Regions from separate parts of the Anas platyrhynchos genome. Here region 2 is linked to region 1. Evidence: chromatin contacts called from public Hi-C data. All regions are on one chromosome and are shown on one strand. Each heading gives the region's core, a stretch centred on a gene start, on an enhancer-like site or on the middle of the called end of the contact. The rest is flanking DNA. Distances are from core to core; before and after follow the strand shown.

Region 1 (2,662 bases), core at 83-2,582:
CTGCTCACTTGTAGTTCTGGCACTCGTTCTCGGTGATGTTGAGCTGTGTGTCCAGCTGGTCCAGCAGCGTGTCCGTGCACTCCTCGCACAGGGGGTGATCCACGTCCGTCTGCCCCGACATGATGTCGAAGAGGTCGCCGGTCACCTGCGGAGAAATTCCGTGCCCCCCCCATGAGCTCCCGACAGCCGGGCGCGCCTCTTCCCTTCCCAGAAAGATTTCTGCAAGCCACACCTGGATTTTAAACCACCTTTTTTTCAACTATTTGCAAGAAAAACATCTCAAAGGCCGTCATGGAATAAATTCGACCTCGTGGAGCGTCAGTGACGAGGATCTGAATTTTGACGAGGACCCGAGGTGCCCCCCCTGCACACCACTTGCCTTCAGCCTCCTGCTGAGGTTTTCCATCGTGCCGCCGTCTGACGCCTCCCCGATGAGCGTGAAGCTGTTGGCGCTCTCCGTCGACATCATTCTGGGGACGAATTTCACCGGGAAGGGAGCGCCGGGGATGGGGGTGAGGGGGGCTCAGGGGAACAGGGCGCAACCGGGATTTGGGAGTTGGGGGAGATCGCCTCCAATTTTTTTGGGGGAAGGAGGGGGGCAGCATTTTGGTGCTCGGCCAAAGCGCACAACTGATAAACGGTGCCCTAAATACACCGGGGGGGCAAAACGGGGGGCGCCCCGTGAGGGGCAGCGCCCACGGCTCCTCCCCACCCCCCCCCAAAGCTCCGGTGCCCGGTTTGGGGGCTCCCCACCGTACCTGGCAGGTGGGATGAACCTCCTGGACACGCCGTCCTGCCGGCTCTCCGCGAAGCCTTCCTGCGGGGAGGGAAAGGGAACCAGGCGGTGCCGTTACTGGGGCCCGGCGGCTCCCCCCCCACCCCCTCCCCGGTCCTCCCGGTGCCCCCTCCCCGTACCTCGCTCAGGGCGCTGCTCTCCTCCTCCTGCGCATCCCCGGGCCGGGCGGGAGCGGCGGTGAGCAGCGGGGCTGTGGGGGCGAGGAGCTGTCAGCGGCCGAGACCCGGTCCCGGTCCCGTTCCCGTTCCCATTCCACCCCCCCCCCCCCCCTCCGCCACCACCGGGGCCCCCGTTGCCGGTACCGGTGAGCTCCTGGATGGTGAGGCGGTCGAGGATCTTGAAGGAGGTGTCGAGCTTCAGCGGCTGGCTGCAGCGCTGGCACACGAAGCTCACCTGCGTGGTGCAGCCGCCACCACCACCGGCCCGCCCGCCCTCCATGCTGCCGCCACCGGGCTCCCTTCACCGCCGCGCTCCCACCGCCACCGCCGCCATTACTCCCGCTGCCGGAAATCAAGCCCTCCACTTCCGCCCCTTTCCCGTTCCACTTCCGCCCTTTTCCCTTTCCACTTCCGCCCTCAACCCCTCCAGTCCTCCCCGCCAGGTCCTGGCAGGTACATAACCCCCCCACACCACCCCCCCCCCTCTTCCTACACACCCCCTAAATTCCCTCCCTCCCTCTGCCCTACCAGGACCCTCCTCCCTATCACGTGTGCAGAAATCCAACCTCCCATTGGCTGCCTCTCCGCGCCGAGCTCACTTCCGGCGGCGGCGGCTGTGGCGGCGGCAGCGCTGCGGTAGCCGGCGGCGGCGGCGGTGGCGGCAGAGCGCGGCCCCGCGGCGCAGCGAGACCCGGAGCAGGCCCCGCCGCCATGGCCTCGTTGCTCAAGGTGGACCCGGAGGTGAAGCTCAAGGTGCGCTCCGCCGCCAGCAACCATCGTTAAGGGCCCGCCGGGGCCGCCAGGGCCTAGCCCCGAGGCCCGGGCCGGCGCGGATCCGCGCCGGCCCGGGCCTCGGGGCTAGGCCCTGGCGGCCCCGGCGGGCCCGAGGCCTTTGTGGATGCTCCCTTGAAGGGCTCCGGTTGGGTTAAAGCGCACCCAAGGGGCGGGTTTCCCCTCCTTGGTTCCCCTCCGGGTTGTTCTGAGCGCTGCGGAGCTCGGCCCGTGGGGGTAGCGGAGGGGTTGGGTGATTTGAGCCCCGTCTCGCCCCGCGTGGGGCCTCCGCGGTGAGGCCCTGTTTAAAATAAGGAGGGGATAAGCGAGGTGCAGGGTGAGGGTGGCGTGGCTGCCTCGTGAAGGGAAGGAGAGGTGGGAGGTTGAGGCTGCCTGGTTCTAAAAGCAAGGGGAAGCGCAAGGTGCAGGCGAAGAAGGGGGTGACTGCTCAGAAAAGCAAGGGGGAGCCCAGGATGCAGGCTGAGGGGGGAGCAGCTGCTCATAAAAACAAGGAGAGGTGAAGGGTTCAGGCTGAGGGGTGGTCTGTCAGCTCGTAAAGGCAAGGAAGGATGCAAGGTTTAGGTTGAGGGAGGTGTAGCTGCTCCAAAAAAGCAAGGAGAAGCCCAGGATTCAGGCTGAGAGTGGGCTACCTGCTCAGAAAAGCAAGGAAAGATGCCAGGCTTAAGCGGACTACACACGCCTAAAAACAAGGAGAAGCCCAGGATTCAGGCTGGTGGTGGTGTACCTGCCTTGGAAAGACAAGGAGAATTGGAAGATTCAGGCTGTGAGCGGTCTGCCTGTTTCTAAAAGCAAGGAGAAATGCAGCGTTCAGGCTGAGGGTGGTTCATCAGCTCCTAAAAGCAAGGGGAAGCCCAGGGCTCAGGCTGAGGGTGCTCTCTGCTGCTGCACAGAGCAGTGCTCGGCTGATACCGAGCTG
Region 2 (2,662 bases), core at 70-2,569, 130 kb after region 1:
GTGTTGGAACACTAGCAGCTTCTCTTTCAATTCTGACCTCCCATGGCAAGGGCAAAGGCCTTTGTAAAGAAGAGGTGCAAGAGCCCGTGTAGTAGAAAACAAGAAAATATACGTTCATATACATATAAAATGTACCTTCATAAACACATAGAAGAAAGATTTAAAGATTAAAAAATATTCGCCACAATAGACAAAAAAAAATCTGCAACACCAGCAGCAAGAACCTTTAAGAACTGATCAGACATTGTAAATATTCAGGCGTTAGACAGAATTTGTGTTATTTTAGCATTTGTTTACATTGCAGAAGTACAAACCACGCTTAACTTTCGGTGGCAAAGATCCACGCTGCTTTACAAACGATGCTCTAATCGGATCAGTTATATTTTTACTTCAGTTGGGTAGAGCACCGAGTCATGGAGGTGGCAACACGAAAACAAAGGCTTGCCAAAATATCTGAGCAAAACGCGCTTCCTGTCTTGTATTTGCTCTTAGAAAACACCAACGTTAACTGACTTTAAAACATCACTCTTCGTATTTTCTTTTGACCCCACCACTCTCAAATCCCTTCAGCAGAAGCAAAAAATAAAAGTCCGAGCCCCAGCGCTGATCCCCGGCCGTACCAAATGGGGCACTCCAAGTTCTTCTGCATAGCCGAGAGCACATTCTGCACCTCTCCAGCGGCAACCACGGCCAGGTCCATGCTTCGCAGCCCCAAATACCTGCAAACAATAAAAAAAAACACCAATAACCCCCCAGATCCACACGGGGCTGCCCCAAAAATTCAGCCTGGAAAATTCCCAGCCCGGGGCCCGAACCTCAGCCCCTGCTCCGGGGCGAGGCTCCCCGAGAGCCTCCCGCACCCAGGGAGCACCCCACAGCGCCACGGGACGGCTCCGGGCCCCGCCACACGGCCTGAAGGGGGCACGGGGGGGAGCCCCGCGGCCGTTCCCGGCGCTGAGGCTCGGGAGGAGGCCAGGGGGAGGCTCCTGGGAGGCTGCCCGGAGGAGGCCGCCCGGAGGCCGCAGCGCTCCCCTCCCGCTCCTCACCCGCCCACCGCCGCCCTGTCACATTTCGCGCCCTTCCCGCCAGCCAGAAAAACAACGCGCCCCAACAGCCAATCGCATCCGCCGGCTGAGTCACGTGCCCCGAGAAACGCTCTCTTATTCGCTGCTTTCTCGAGGAGGGGCCCCGCCTCTGTTGCCACGGCGGGGATCGAGGCGCCTGATTGGCTGCGGTGTTACCTCGTGACCTTCAAAGCCTCAGCGTGCGCAGCGCCCCTGCGGCGCGCTGCATTTTGGGAGCACCGGAAGTGCGCGTCCGCTGGCTCGCCGCCCGTCCTCCCGCTTCCGGCTTCCCCGGGCTGTGTTATTGTTGTGTTTCCACCGCGCGCGGCCCCGCCTACCGACCAATCAGCGCGGCGGAGCGGCTGAGCGACAGGGCGGGCGACCAATAGCATCGCGCGGAGGGCGGGTGGGGGAGCTGGCTGGGGCCTGTCCGCCATGTTAGGGCCGGCGGGGCGCTGAGGGGCTGGGGGCAGCGGCGGCGGGGGCTGAGGCGGCGGCGGGACCCTGAGGGGCCCTGGCTGCCGGGTCGGGGCCTCGGTGGGGTCAGCGGGTGTGTGAGGAGCCTCCCCGGGCCCTCCTGAGGGGCCTCCCGCGGTGAGGAGCGGGCCATGGAGCCGCAGGTGAATCTCCGCGTCAGCTGCCGCGGGGAGACCCAGAGCTTCCTCGTGTCCGACTCGGCGCACACGACGTGGGCCGATGTGGAGGCCATGGTGAGTCCGGGGCCCGGCTCCTGGGGGTTAAAGGGGGGTGTGTGGGGGGGTGATGCGCGGTTCTGTCGCCTCAGGGGGGGGTTGGAGCTTTTGGGGCTCGTTTTGTGCTTAGGGGGAGGTGGGAAGGGTGTTGTGGAGAAAGCTGCTGGGGGTTGGTTGTGGGGTTTGGGTTTGGTTTGGTTTGAGATGGGGGCAGGGGACCAGAGCTGTGTGCTCTGCTCTGTTCCTGTTGGCAATCCTTACTTTTGCTCGTCTGTTGTTCTGTTGTCCATTTGAGTAGATGTAGTTGGATTACTCACAGAATCACTTAGGTTGGAAGAGACCTCCCAGATCACCCAGTCCTAACCTCTGACCTAACACTACCAAGCCCTCCACTAAACCATATCACTAAGCACTGCATCTAAACGTCTTTTAAAGATCTCCAGGGATGGTGACTCCACCACTTCCCTGGGCAGCCCGTCCCAATGCCTCACAACCCTTTTGGTAAAGAAGTTCTTCCTAACATCCAACCTAAACCTCCCCTGGCACAACTTCAGCCTTTCTCTGTTACTTACAGAGGGTTTCTCTCTTTCTCTCTCTCTTTTTTTTATCCTCTGGGATGCCGAGTCCTGAACATAGGCTTTTGGTTTCCTGTTTCCTGGTGCTTTGTGTACCCATGTGGCTGTAACTGTTCCTGTCAGCAGGCCTTGTGTACCTAGGCAGGTGTCTGTGAAGATCTGCATATCAGATACTTGGCATACCGAGGAGTTTTTGTCTTGAGTTTTCCCGTCCTATGTAGTCAAGACTCTTTCGTTGGACGTGGTTTATGTTATGCTGTTAGGATTCTCAGAGTTACGATGGAGCAGTAGTGATTATTGATTTAATTTTGTAGTAGCTCTCCTGGTTTGT

What was found. Hi-C and Micro-C count contacts between places; a contact is called where the count stands out from the background.
Region 2: a Hi-C map of skeletal muscle shows a contact between it and region 1, with 2.4 times the contacts expected there. The contact joins the promoter of BRCA1 here to the promoter of BECN1 in region 1. A contact is called at or near these places in 4 of 8 Hi-C or Micro-C datasets (liver, skeletal muscle and subcutaneous adipose tissue).

The regions. Positions count from the first base shown.
Region 1 is chr28:1,214,587-1,217,248 of IASCAAS_PekinDuck_T2T, forward strand. It overlaps BECN1 (beclin 1), which reads right to left and starts at 1,333. Exons shown (of 11, transcript XM_027445495.3): 1 at 1,099-1,333; 2 at 916-986; 3 at 759-817; 4 at 380-470; 5 at 9-145. The coding sequence starts at 1,234. PSME3 (proteasome activator subunit 3) reads left to right here and starts at 1,530. Exons shown (of 11, transcript XM_027445595.3): 1 at 1,530-1,707. The coding sequence starts at 1,666.
Region 2 is chr28:1,344,440-1,347,101 of IASCAAS_PekinDuck_T2T, forward strand. It overlaps BRCA1 (BRCA1 DNA repair associated), which reads right to left and starts at 1,320. Exons shown (of 23, transcript XM_038168748.2): 1 at 1,242-1,320; 2 at 621-719. The coding sequence starts at 700. NBR1 (NBR1 autophagy cargo receptor) reads left to right here and starts at 1,481. Exons shown (of 21, transcript XM_027445428.3): 1 at 1,481-1,774. The coding sequence starts at 1,673.